Linked DNA regions of Sus scrofa: region 1 is linked to region 2. Evidence: chromatin contacts called from public Hi-C data. All regions are on one chromosome and are shown on one strand. Each heading gives the region's core, a stretch centred on a gene start, on an enhancer-like site or on the middle of the called end of the contact. The rest is flanking DNA. Distances are from core to core; before and after follow the strand shown. Region 1 overlaps PPM1L (protein phosphatase 1L). Region 2 has its middle 45 kb from the start of ARL14.

Region 1 (7,202 bases), core at 3,128-5,627, 140 kb after region 2:
TTCTAAAGAAAGGACTCAAGTGCTCTGTCATTTGAATAAACCAAAATGTTTATTTTTTTCTCATTTTACTTCTTTAGTTATTGCTATCCCTAACAGGACATCTGCCATGAATATAGTCCTCAAAGGGAAAAGTTCCTAGGGATATTTTATATATATTAGGAAAAAAATAATACACACATGTTTATGTATAATAGTGCTTCTATATCCAAAAATTTTGATTTGTGCATTTTGTATTTAATGCCATCATCTTTAGATTCTTTAAAAGTCTTTGTCTTTTTAAAAAAATTGCCTATTTATTCTCTATAAATAAACTTCTTTTCTAACTTTATTGAACATTATTATAGTAATTATCCATGAACAATGTAGCTTGTAAGACATATTTCAATTTGAAATGTTGTCAAGTAGAAATTATCCTATTGCAAGTGATAATTTACGTAATCCCACAATGGTAAAAATGTATTAGTAGTAATGAAAACTCATGCATACAGATATAGAATATTGCAGATGACTGATCTGACTATAGATACTTTGCTCCAATTATTTAACAATTAGCTGAAATGTCTATTATGTTTTAGGCACTGTCCCAAGGCTTGGTACATAAGATTACCTGAATACCAAATTAAGGACAGTTTTAGAATATCTGCAAGAAAGAATTTTCAGAAAAAGACTATGTTTAAGGAAAATAACATGAGATCTGAGGGGGGGGGCATACAAAAAAACCTGTGAGACCAAAGGAATATGAAAAGTGAATCTTAGAAGACAAAGAAAATTTTATAAACTCACTGTTCATAACAATAAGATGGAGCAGTCTCTTGTTATCACAAGAGAAAAAAAATTAGCCTGATTTTCGTAAATTATTTTGCATAATTTGTACAGGCTCTGGACGTGTGGATGGTTGCCAGTATAGCTTTTGATGAGACAAAATTGAAGGGAATTCTAATTTACAGGAAACCAGTTAATGTGATTTTTCTGTTCTTTATCTAGTTGTTTACTCCCTTGATCTTTCTTAGTGTCCTTCTTGATTACAGATGGCTGGAGTGAGGGAGTTTTCAACAATAGCTAATGTGTGAGATATTAGTATAAAGTAATGTCAAGGCTCCTAGTTTGTTGTGAAAATGCATAAATGATCATACTTTTTATCTTAATATATAATGATTTCTTTTTATAATGTTCATCACTTATATTCTGTTTATAACATCATTATTAGTATAGATATGACCAGCAGTAATTAGCATGACAATAATATTAACAAACTGGTACCAGTTCGTCAACATTTCCTAGGTGCCAGATATAAGTACTTTTCTATGTATTAGCTCATTTAATTTTCCAAAGAGCCGTATGAGGTAGCCATAATTGTGCCCCCCATGTACAGATGATGAAAGGGGCACAAAGAGCTTGAAACATTTGAGTTCCTATAGCCCCCAAGCCTGGGATTTACATCCAGACCGTCTTAACACTGGAGTCCTGGATGACAATGTTTTTCAACGTAGATGACCAAGTTTGCTGTAAAGTTTACTCTAAAGTTGGCTTATTTGAATCATGGTGCACATAATATTCAGAGACTGGGAGAGCTTTCATTTTTATTATGCAGTTCATATCCAGACATAAAGTCCTCATTGAATTTCAAAAAGGGTTATTTATGAGTGCCTGTTAGAGTACTAAATCACAAAGTTGATGGTATTTTGAACACATGTTTTAGCACTGTTAGTGTGTGATTAGGCCAGGGAGTTCCCTTATGAAGGAAGGGTCACGGGCTGGACTCCTTTAGGTGTTCATTAGCCTGCTCATTCTGTGGCCAAAGGCTGCCCTCTTAATCCTAGCTAACCTCCTGACAAAGTGAGCCTTTGGGCACAAGGGGCCCCAAACATGAGGATGTGGATGGATCCTTGCACCTCCGTCACTAGGATGACGGCTACAAATGAAAGCTCTGTTACTGAAAGTCTCAGCGAAATAACATGCATTTATACTGCATGTACAATATACAAACATATATAAAAAGTATAAATACATATTTTTAGTATCATATTTTGACACCTCCTCTTTGCTTTAGGCCTCATTTTATTTTCTTTGAACCCAGTCTTATTTTTGGAATTCTCCCTTTTGGGGTGGTCTCTAAACTGCCTTTTTTTTTTTTTTAACTTTTCTTAATTTAATTTCTATGCTCCAAGACCTAGGACAGTGTCCTTACATGGTTAAAAAAAAAAAAAAAACAACTACATAGCAAAAAAACCTTGTGGTCACTTTAGCCTTTTATAACATTTTGTAGGATGTAGGCCTGATGTAGGATGTAGGCTGGCTTTTCTTATTCTCTCTTTTTTTAGGGCCACACCTGTGGCATATGGCGGTTCCCAGGCTAGGGATTGAATCCGGGCTGTAGCCGCTGGCCTACACCATAGCCATAGCAGCACCAGATCCGAGCCTTGTCTGCAACCTACACCACAGCCCACAGCAATGCTGGATCCTTAACCCACTGAGTGAGGCCAGGATTGAACCTGCATCCTCATGGATTCTAGTCAGATTCGTTTCCACTGAGCCACAACGGGAACTCCATGGCTTTCCTTATTCTTGACAGACCTTTATGGGAAGATGGATCAAAGAGAGGCACTTGCAATGGAGTAGTTTTTGTCAACATTTCCAGAGAGCATCTAGGAACCTAAAGTAGGACCTTAAGAAGTAAAAAAAAGCAAAACAAAACAAAAAAAACACTTTGTCGGTAGTGCTGCTATTACTAGTATTGATACATTGATCATAATGATTGATATAAATTTTAGGTTGAACCATATGAAATTGCCAATATTGGGCTATTTTAAACGATAAAAATGGCATTTAAAAATTGAAATATAATTGACTTACAATACGGTATTAGTTTCAGGTGGACAACTTAGTGGTCTTTTTGTACATTAGAAAATGATCACTATGATAAGTCTGGTTACCATCTGTCACTTTATGAAGTTATTACAATATTAGTGACTATATTCCCCATGCTGTGCATTACATTCTCATGGCTTATTTATTTTATAACTGGAAGTTTGTACCTCTTAACCTTCCTCACCTATTTCACTCATCCCTCTACTCCCTCCCCTCTGACAACCACCAGTTTGTTCCTATCTGTGAGTCTGTTCCTGTTTTTTTTTTTTTTTTTTGTGCATTTGTTTTGTTTTCTAGATCCCACATATAAGTGAAATCATATGATATTTGTCTTTCTCCGACTTATTTCACTTGGCATAATACCTATTAGGTCCATCCATGTTGTTACAGATGGCAAGCTTTCATTCTTTTTTATGGCTGAATAATATTCCTTTGTGTATGTGTATACACATACACACACATACACACACCCCTTTATCCATTCATGTATGGTTGGAAAGTTAGTTTACTTCCATATCTTGGTTATTGTAAATAATGCTACAATGAACATAGAGGTACATATATCTTTTTGAATTAGTGTTTTTTGTTTTTGGAAAAATACCCAGAAGTGGAATTGCTCGATCATATGATAGTTCTATTTTTAATTTTTTGAGGAATCTGCCTACTGTTCCCCACAGTGGCTACATCAGTTTGCAGTCACACCAACAGTGCACAACAGATTCCTTTTCTCTACATTGTGGCGAATAATTGTTATTTGTTATCTTATTGATAGTAACGATTTTGACAGATTTGAAGTGGTATCACCTTGTGGTTTTGGTTTGCATTTTCCTGATGATTAATGATGTTTATCTTTTCATGTGCCTGTTGGCTGTCTGTATGTCTTTGTAAATATGTCATTTATGGTCCTCTGTCCATTTTTTAATCGGGTCATTTTTTTTTTTTTTGATGTTGAGTTGCATGAGTTCTTGCATACTTTACATATTAAAATATTTGCAAATACCTTGTCCCATTCATTGGGGGCCTTTTCATTTTGTTGAGGGTTTGCTTTGTGAAAGCTTTTGAGCTAAATGTAGTTCCATTTGTTCATTTTTGCTTTTGTTTCCTTTGCATGAGGAGATGTATTAAAAAATATATTGCTAAAACTGATGTTAAAGAGCTTACTGCCTATGTTTTCTTCTAGGAATTTCATGGTTTCAGGTCTTACATTTAAGTCTTTAAAGCATTTTGAGTTTATTTTTATGTGTGGTATAAAAGTAGTCCAGTTTGATTCTTTTGTATGTAGCTGTCCAAAAGTGGCATTTAAATAGTTTAACTTAAAATGCAAGTAGCAATAGCAGCTTGCTTGATTGCTTACTAAATGCCTGGACTGTCCCGAGTTCTTTCCTGTATTGCTGCTTTCTCCAACCCAATGAAACAAGTATTTTCCATGTTTCCCAGACAGTGGAATGGGTTAAAAAAAAGTTAAGTAACTTTTTCAAAGTCACTTAGAGTAGCACTCTTGGCTAATGTTTAACTCCCTTGTTATTTTGGCTGGTAGTGCTGATCGAGTCAATAGAATGTGACGAGATGAGAAGAAGTTAAGAATATTTGACTGTTAAAACAGTCAGACACTTTTGAGCCAGTGTTAGTTTTGACACTTTTTGAGCCGTTGGTGTTGCGGAGTAATTCTGTCATCGGTTAGAAGAGAAATGCACAGACTCCTAGCTTCTTTTTGGCTCTGCTTGGTATTTGTCAACCCTTAACACTCATACCCAGTAACTGCTATGAAACAGGGCAGGTGCAGGTGGCTTCTGCCATATGAGCAGGGTTTATTATTACTTCTCATTCTGGTTGCTTTTACCAACTTTCAAATATTCTAGGTGAGAGCTTGCCTTTCAGCTTAGACTTTTGAAGCCCACTGGCTCCTAACTGCCTAGCTGATCTGCCTGGATCTGATCACTTTCTGCCTAGTCCTGTGGTACCTCTGGACCCTGTGCTGCAAGAGGATGCTTAGTGTTGGTCTCCTGGTTAGCCCAGCTACCCATGACCCAAGCCTCAACTTGACTGTCAGGGTTCCATTGTTTTCACACATGGTCTCACTGTAGGTAAGTGTTAGTCCTGCCTCTGAGATGAGTGTTAAAGTGGACATAGGGATACATTTAGGTGTTTTAACCTTAATTGTCGAAAGAATTAAGATGAACTACAGCTTGAGCTTTTACGTAGATTTTGATCCATGGCTCAAAATATGGTTTGAGGTCTTTGTTAGACCTTGGCTTGATGATGCTTTATGTTTTATTTTTTTTCTTTATTATACTTTTTTAATATCATTAGAGGCCATTAGGAAATTGGCAAATTGAATATAGTAAATGAAATAAATGTTTTGTGTAATTAATGACTGTGGAAATGTGTTAATACTAATACCAAAAAAGTCACACTTGAGAAACCAGTATTATAGATGAGTTTCTTTGGCAGTTTTACATATTAATTGCTAAAAATACATCAGCACATTTTCTGTGATTATACTTACCAGGTAGAGATGAATTCCCTCCCTGATAGAATCATTATTCAAAGTCTATTTAGATTTATTCTGTCTTTTTGTCTCTTAGAATTCATTTTTTAAGATAATGGGATCTTGGAGTAGGGAGTGAAGGAAACTGTAGAAATGTTATCTCTTGATACTACTCAGCCTAGTTTTTCTTATTGAAAACTACTGTCTTTAAAAGAAAATGTGTATTTACAGCACTCATTGAAACAAACTTATTGGATAATGGCAACAATCCTTGGGTCGAAAAGAGCTATGCAAAATGTGACTTGGTTTTATCACTCTCAGGAATTTTCAAGAGCTCCCCTGTACAGAATTATCAGCTATAAATAGAGATCAGCTAATTTGATGAAGAGGCTGTAGGTCTGCAGATAATTGAACAAATATATCATGGTTTAAAAAACTCACACGAGAGACAGTAATAGTGACTAGGACAGGGGAGAGAAAAGAAAGGGGAAAGAAAAGAAAAAGAAAATACAAAGGAACAATGATGGATTTGTGTGGTTCCAATACCGACCTACTTTAACAAGCTTTCTCACCAGGAGACCATTGTTCTTTCTTAAACTCTTTTTGCTTGGCTGCTTTCCTTTCCCATTTAGAAGGAGGACAGTCCCCCTCCCTCCACCTCTGGGCCTTTGACCAGAGACTAATGTTTCTGAGATTGTTGGGGAAGTAATGGAATTTTGCATCTGCAAATGTGGTCAGCCTCTGCAAGGGCTGACTTCCAGCAGAAATCCTGTTATTCTTTGAGATTGTTTTTCACAGGCTGATTTTTTTCTTTTTTCTTTTTTCTTTTAAAACTCTTAAAGTTTGGAGTTCTTGTCGTGGCTCAGCAGTAGCAAACCTGACTAGTATCCATGAAGACACAGGTTCAATCTCTGGCCTTGATTAATGGGTTAAGGATCTGGCCTTGACATGAGCTGTGGTGTAGGTCATAGACAGGCTCAGATCAGGCGTTGCTGTGGCTGTGGTATAGGCTGACAATTGCAGCTCTGATTCGACCCCTAGCCTGAGAACTTCCATAGTCCTTGGGTGTGGCCCTTAAAAAAAAAAAAGAAGACCAAAATATCTTAATGTTTAAAGAGGCTTCTTTAGATATACCAGTAATATTCCTTCTTGTTACACTCTCCCTTTCCTCCCTTTTAGTGGTATGCATGCCTTTATATACAAAAACTACTGGGAAAGTGTTTTAGTGTAAAGTGTGTGTTTTGTTTTATTTTAGGGCTGCACCTGCAGCACATGGAGGTTCCCAGGCTAGGGGTCTAATTGGAGCTGTAGCTGCCAGCCTACACCACAGCTACATCAATGTCAGATACGAGCCTGGTCTGTGACCTATACCACAGCTCATGGCAACGCCAGATCCTTAACCCACTGAGTGAGGCCAGGGACCAAACTTGGGTCCTCATGGATGCTAGTCAGAATCGTTTCTGCTGAGCCATGAGGGGAACCCCTAAAGTGTGTGTTTTAAATTCCAAGGTAAGAGTGCCAGAACTGGGGAAAAATGTGTACATACTGTAGTATCCAGAAAGACTTCTACTTTTAAAGAAGACACTTCTTGGGTAGGTAGGGCAGACAGTATAAATGTGGCCAAATCACAGTGGCTGACAAAGAGATGGCTATTAGACTGTGTTTTCACACAGGCCTCTCTGTACCTCATCCAACTGACTAATGACTTAATGTGATTAATTAAGAGTAGATTAATGTGTGTAGAAACCATGTGGGTTAGTGGGTTAGTACTTTTTGATCCTATGTAAGTATAGTACTCAAGTATCTCTACAAATAGCAGGTAATAAGATACTTTGAAATTAGAATA
Region 2 (7,476 bases), core at 199-2,698:
AGTAGCTGGCTTCTTTCCCTGACTTCTCTCCAGCCACTTTAATCTGTGCAAAAACTTTATCTTATGCTTCTCTTTTTTCTTTTTTCTTCCATTTTGGCTGCCCTACGCCATATGGAGTTCCTGGACCAGGGATCAGATCCTAGCCACAGTTTCGGCAACAGCTCTGGGCCTGGGGATTGAACCCAAGTCCCAGAGCTCCAAGATGCTACCACTGATCCATTGCACCACAGCAGGCGCTCCTACCTTGTGCTTCTTATATTGGCCTGTGGATGCCTGAATTCATCACTATTTCAAGTCATTAACTTTTGAAAAAGAGCATCATTTTTAGAAAACTGTTACTAGGTGTCTTTTGTTTGTTTGTTTTGTTTTGTTTTTTGGCCATCCTGAGGTATGCATAAGTACCTGGACCAGGGATCAAACCTGTGCCATAGCAGTGACAACATTGGATCCTTTACCTACCAGGCCACCAGGGAAATCCCTGAGTAATTGTTCTTTACAAGCTCAGGGAAAGATGTCCCAGGGAGGTTAAGGGTAACTTACCTAGTTTTTTTGAAAGTACTTACAATTTCTGAGTGTCTCAGAAACCAAGAATATTGTTGTCCCTGAATGTTTTTTGTTTCGTTTTGTTTTTTACTTACAGAAAACTTGCTTGGATTTTACTACTTTTGCACTGCAGCAAAGACTGCCAAGACTTGTCTTCAAATTTGTCAACAATTCTGGATTTAGCATAAATTTTTCCCTGTAGCATAAATAAACTACATGCAAGAGATTAAGAAAAAGAATGCTAAATAAAAGCAGACTTTTTATAATTAAGGGGCCCCCATGAAAAACCAATAAGAAGCCATGGGGGTGGGTTGCTGGGTCATGTGTGAATTCCTGAGGCAGGAAAGAGGAGGCCAAGAGCAATCTCCAAGCAGAAGGAAAGGGTAATACCTTTAAAGGTTTCAGCTTCTCAGTAAAGTTTAAGGATTTATAGGAGTTCCCATTGTGGTTCAGTGGGTTATGAACCTGGCTAATATCTGTGAGGATTCAGGTTCCATTCCTGGCCTCACTCAATGGGTTAAATCTAGCGTTGCCACAAGCAGCAGTGCAGGTCACAGATGTGGCTGAGATCCAAAGTTGCTGTTGCTGTGTTATGGCTATGGTGTAGGCCAGCAGTTGTGGCTCTGATTCTGATTCAGCCCCTAGCCTGGGAACTTCCATATGCTATAGGTGTGGCCCTAAAAAGAAAAAGAAAACAAAAAACAATAAAACAATAATGATAATAAAACAAAAGCAACTTACAAAATTCTCAGTTAAGGTGTCTGCCTTAGTAACAGACAAGAATAAGATAAGGAGGTAGAAAGAGAATAAAGAATGAAGCACATACAAAGTTACATTGGTGTACACTGGTCCCTGACAGTGGAGACAGTCCCTAAGAGAGTGCTTCTCCCGTTCAGGCTTTTCTCAGTTCCTAACCGAGAGCTCACACTCATTCAATACCATGTCCCAGGAACCTATTAATCTTTTCCGTATTCTATCATTTAAGCTTTAAAATAGTTCTATGTCAAAGTACAATTTTCAAGTTAAAAACATAATTTCATACAGAAATATAATGAATGTATGCCAAAAATACATTTAACTCAATAATAAATGAGGGAACTAGTAAAATATCAAAGTTGGTTTCCAAGAGCATTTCAAGAAGAAGAGTTACATACCAGGAAAGGAACTTTTTAAAGGCTGTTATTGTCTAAAGGCAATAAAATGATAACCTTTGGAATAATTTTTGTTACTTGACAGAAACCTACAAATTAATATGTAACTTCATAATTTGGAGGCTCTAACAAAATAGCAAATTGGAAAGTAAAACAAAGGTACATGCTAGGGATCAAACAACCCTTGGACAGGCCTGATTAAATAATAACCCAGCATGACATTGAAAAGAGATGAAGTCATCCTTTTTATTTCTTATAATTTCTTCTTTAACCTCTAGCCTTTTCCTCTCTAGGCTGAAAGTTCAATGGAGTCAGGAGCTGGTGTGTCTGGTCTTTCTCACCCTCATGAAAATCATGCAAGCATATAATGTGCAGGGTCAGGCACTAACTATGCAGTTAAGAAATGTTTGGCTGAATCAAATTGAGTTTTCAAAAAGGGTAGAAACTTGCATAAAATAAAATAGTAGGTGAGTGGTAGATTTCCTGAGATTTCTTATACCATCCCAGGAGGGAGGTGTATTCATTTCCTGGGACTAGTGTAACAAATGATCACAAGGTTTCACCTTAAAAAACAGACATTTATTCTCTCACAGCTCCGGAGACTGGAAGACTGAAATCAAGGGGTTGGCAGGCACATGCCTCCTCTGAAGGCTCTAGAGAAGAATGCTTCCTAGAATTCCCCTAGAATGCTTCCTAGCTCCTGGGGGTTGCCACCATTGATGGAGTTCTCATCTTTTAGTTGCATCATTCCAATTTTGGGCTTTCTTCACTTGATTGTTTTCCCTCCAGGTGTGTGTGTATCTCTGTGTCTCTTCTCATTAGGATACCAGTGATTGCATTAGGGCCCTCCATAATCTAGAAGGCTCTCATTTTACTTTATATCTTAGTTAAGTCTGCAAAGACTCTATTCCCAAATAAGACCACATTCACAGTGTCATGGGCTAGGACTTGAACATATCTTTATGCGGGACAGGATTCAACTCATTACAGGAGGCCTTGGAGTCAGGAGATCTTGGGTTTGAATTCCTTAAACCCATTTAGTCAGGTGAGCATCTCTTGGCAGTGTCATAGGCTTTCTGCTTTCCCAAGTGCTGCAGAAAAATCCTGTTTTTAGCCAGGTGGAAGTTCAAGAGCCAGGCACTTCTCTTGACTATTTTGCATCAAGTCATCTTGATTTTGTATCTCTAGTTCTAATAATAAATTTCTTTCATGTTCTCTGAAAGAAAGTCCTTGCCTTTTATTCATGTTCTAATAAGTGGGTCCTTATCCTGACCCTGCCATGTCTGAGTTTTGATACTGGCCCAAGAGACCAGTTCTTTGGGGACGCTGTCCATGCCATGCTCTTTCCTGGTATTGACACCAGCACTAGCTGAGTTATTAGAGAGCAGGGAGGGAGCAGATGCTCTACTCTGATTGGATGAGAGGAAAGAGTCTGGAGTTGGCCTCTTCCTGCTTGCCATTGGCCTGACACTCAAGAGGGGTCCTCAACAAATTTCTAATCTGGGTGGATGTCAGTGGCATCCCATCAAGGTGCCTGTGTGAGAGAGGCCTTGCAGCGTGTGCAGATAGTAGCAATTCTGAGCATTTGGTGGCTGTAGAGAGCAGTAATATTTAAGTTTTTAGTTTAAAAAAAAATCTTTCCAGGAGTTCCTGTCATGGCTCAGTGGTTAAGGAATCCAACTAGGAACCATGAGGATTCGGGTTCCATCCCTGGCCTCGCTCAGTGGGTTAAGGATCCGGCGTTGCCGTGAGCTGTGGTGTAGGTCGCAGTTGTGGCTCGGATCCCATATTGCTGTGGCTCTGGTGTAGGCCGGCGGCTAGAGCTCTGATTAGACCCCTAGCCTGGGAACCTCCATATGCTGCGGGAGCGGCCCTAGAAAAGGCAAAAAGACAAAACAACAACAACAACAACAACAAAAACTTTCCAAATTAGTTTTTTTCTTCCCTTTTTATTTCTATTAAAATGTGGTTAATTTACGATGTTCTGCGTATTTCTGCTGTACGGCAAAATGACTCAGTTGTGTCTATATATACATACACACATTCTTTTTTTATATTCTTTTCCAGTATGGTCTGTCCCAGGAGATTGGATATAATTCCCTTGCTATACAGCAAGACCTCATTGCTTATCCATTCTAAATGTTATGGTTTGCATCTACTAACCCCAAACCCCATCCCACCCCCTTCCCCCTCTCCCCTCTCCCTTGGCAACCACAAGTCTATTCTCTTTGTGAGTCTGCTACTGTTGTGCAGATAGGTTTATTTGGGCCATTTTATATTCCATATATGGTATTTGTCTTTCTCTTTCTTAATTCTTCATTTAGTATGATACTCTCCAAATTGATTTTGAAAAATTATAAACTCCCCCTCACACATTTTTGAATTAGCATCTAAAGTTTTGCATCAGTAGTTTAAATAATTGCAAAAGATGTAATTTTGGACATACTGGAATATGTTAACATTTTAAAATAAAACTGTTCAATTAACTCTTTTAAAAGAGTCCAGTGGAATCTAAATCTTATAATGATTTGATATCCATTACTATGTCTTTACATATTCATGAACAAGTCCTTTTAAAATGGTTGGGATTCTTGCATATTTCCCTTTTGCTCCCTCAACTCACATTTCTATTTTAACTCTTCCACAGAATTTAACCCTCAAGTAATACATTTTTAGGCATGAAAGTCTTATTGCTTGTCCTACTTTTCTGCAAAAAATTATATTTTATAAATATATATTTATATGCATATATGTAATTTTCACTTGTCTTCTTAACAATAACTTTAAGACTCTAAGGGTTAAAAATTTTTCTTTTGGGTTGAGTTATTCTAGCCATTATCAGTACATAATAAAAAGAATATAAATATAATACAATTAGATCAATAAGTATAAAATGTAAAATTATTTTAGAAACCCAATTCCAAATGAAATAACTGGATTTTTTTCCCCTCCAATTAGTTCATGAATATATTAATGATTATTATTTATTGCTGGAATGAGGCAGTTTGTATTAATTCTATTTTACTCTTTACCATTTTTACAAAAATACGCTACATAATATTATTCTTATAAATAAGCAAAAATGAAAGGAATTATGTAATAATAATGTCATTAAATCCTTTGAGCTCCTTTTGAACTATGTGCCAAGAATAATAGCAATAAATAATTATTTTACCTCATCTATTAACTGACAATTTAATTAGATCATCTTTCAAATTTGCAATATAAATGAATTGGGAAACTATACAACTTGCAAAATGATTGTTGCCCAATCATCAGAAGAATTTAATTTCTCAAATTTCTGGGAATTATATAGAAAAGGATTTACCCAAACTTAATAAATGATTATTCATTATACTTTGTACTCTTACTTAAAAATACCATGATTAATTTGATATATCAGAGAGAACTGGAAAAATTGAAATGTTTATTTTCTTTAACTTTGTCAACACAATATCTTTTATAAAATGTGTTTATCTTATCACATCATTTAAACATACTTTCATCTAAATCCTGGAGCTGAAAAAAAAAATTTTTTTTTGTCTTTTGTCTTTTTAGGGCTACCCCAGCAGCATATGGAGGTTCCCAGGCTAGGGGTCTAATCAGAGCTGTACCCACCAGCCTATGCCACAGTCAGAGCAACACTGGATCCGAGCTGCGCCTGGCCTGTGACTATACCATAGTTCCTGGCAACACCAGATCCTTAATCCACTGAGCGAGGCCAGGAATGGAACCCACATCCCTCCTAGTGGACACTAGTCGGGCTTACTAACCACTGAGCCATGATGGGAACTGCTGAAAAACTTCTTTATTTGGAAAGCAAAGGGTCTAACTGGCAAACCAATCTTCTTTGTTAGTCCCATAGCCCCAATTAGATTACTCTCAATGGAAAAAAGTCTGATCTCATCTTTCAGTTTAATTTACATGGGCTATACATTTGCAAAAATAGTATTAAAACCACTGTAGAAAGGTGGTAGAACACATTTTATAAAATAATTACTTAAATCAGTCAAGATTTAAATGATGAAAATCTAACACAGTTAATTCATCTGTTGTAACAAGTTATACACAGGGAATAAATCAAAATTCTATTTCTTGTTACTTTATTATTATGCAGCATGATTTGTAGTTTAAAATATTACTTATTTATGAGATAGAGAATATGACAAAATGTGTGCTCAGATGCTGGTGTTCAGATTTGGGGATTAACTAGAGTCATATATAAAATTAGAATTAACTTCACTAATTTTGTTAGACGTCATGATCAAGCTTTCCCATGTATTTAAAGAAAAAAGAAATGTAAATAGTACTATTAAAAATAATCAGACCAAAAGACAAACATCATATGCTATCACTTACATGTAGAATCTTAAAAAAAGTATAGAAACAAACTTATTTGCAGAACAGAAACAAACTCAAAGACTTTGAAAAACTTATGGTTACCAAAGGGGACAGGTCAGGGTGGGGAGGGATGGACTTGGGGTTTGGGACTGGCATATGAACCTATTGTATAGGGAATGTTTGGCCAATATGGACCTGCTGTATAGCACAGTGAAACATATTCCTCAATGAAACCATTTCAAGATGAAAAAAAAAAAATTAAAAATCATTCCAGCAACTAGCTTTTATTTTTTTAGAGAAATAGAAAATATTAAACATTTTAAGAGAAAATGCAATAAAATATTTAATTAATTTGATAAAAACAGGTTATAACTCCACATTGAATAACATGCACAATTCTTTAAAAAGTTGGTAAAGTTTTGTGTGATTTTTATCCACTGAGACTTTAAAATCTTGGTATTTCAAGAAAACATTTTAGTCCCATGAAGAGTCAGTTACCAATAGTAGTAGACTGTCAAAGGTGGTTTCCCCATGATCCTTGCCACCTGGAATTCATGTCTTTGTGTAATCTCTTTGCTTTGATTTTAACCATCATAATATGGCCAAGGAGATGGGAAGTGATTCCTTGACTATGTGATGTCATATAAGACTCTGTCTTGCCAGGAAACACTGAGCCTCTCCTTATTGGTTTGATGAAGGAATTGGCCATATTGAGGAAGCTCATGTGGCAAGTAGCTCTGAGTGGCTTCCAGGAGCTGACTGTGGTCCCAAGAAGCTGAGGACTGCTGCCAGCAGACAGACAGCAAGAAGCCAAGGTTCTCAGTCCTACAACTACAGGAAACAAATTCTGCCAAGAACCTGTATGAAATTGGAATTGGATTCTTCTCCAGTCAAATCTCCGGATAAGAATGCAGCTCAACTACCTGTTTGCTTGCAATCTTGTGAGACACCAAGCAGAAGACTCAGCTAAATTTTGAGCAGACCCCTTACCCATAGAAACTGTGAAATAATAAATGTGTATTGTTATAAGCTGCTAAATTTGTGGTAATTAGTTGTGTAGTAATAGATAACTAATACATCACTACATTCAGCTTTGACATATTTTAAGGTGCTTTTCTTCAAAAATAATTACAAATCCTAGAAGAGAATACTAGAATATCTAAAAAGAATGCTCTGTGTTTAAATGTGGGGGAAATATTTTTTTTTAAGTTTCAATATATCTTATTGTTTCTTTCTTGGTTTTGTTTCCATGGATTGTTCCATAAATATGCTTTTTAATTCATGCATTTTTTTTTGAGTTGACAGAGAATGGAAGAGGCAAAACCCTTACTTGAGAATTTTTAGTATTCCTACTACCTACTACCACAGAGCAAAACCCAAGGCCAAAATACTTTTGCAACACAATGCTTTACTCTTAACAAAAAAATATAGGAGTTTCCGA

What was found. Hi-C and Micro-C count contacts between places; a contact is called where the count stands out from the background.
Region 1: a Hi-C map of liver shows a contact between it and region 2, with 10 times the contacts expected there. The contact joins two enhancer-like sites. A contact is called at or near these places in 2 of 47 Hi-C or Micro-C datasets (embryonic fibroblasts and liver).

Annotation. Positions count from the first base shown.
Region 1 is chr13:100,523,499-100,530,700 of Sscrofa11.1, forward strand. The region is part of intron 1 of PPM1L (protein phosphatase 1L); the gene reads left to right. Among named protein-coding and RNA genes, the nearest start is that of PPM1L, 85 kb to the left of the region's middle. Within about 2 kb of position 4,378, at least 3 of the 83 cell types and tissues checked have an H3K27ac peak or open chromatin away from gene starts, as enhancers often do. A contact at or near this core is called in liver, where this site is marked.
Region 2 is chr13:100,389,778-100,397,253 of Sscrofa11.1, forward strand. No RefSeq gene overlaps it. Among named protein-coding and RNA genes, the nearest start is that of ARL14, 45 kb to the left of the region's middle. Within about 2 kb of position 1,449, at least 6 of the 83 cell types and tissues checked have an H3K27ac peak or open chromatin away from gene starts, as enhancers often do. A contact at or near this core is called in liver, where this site is marked.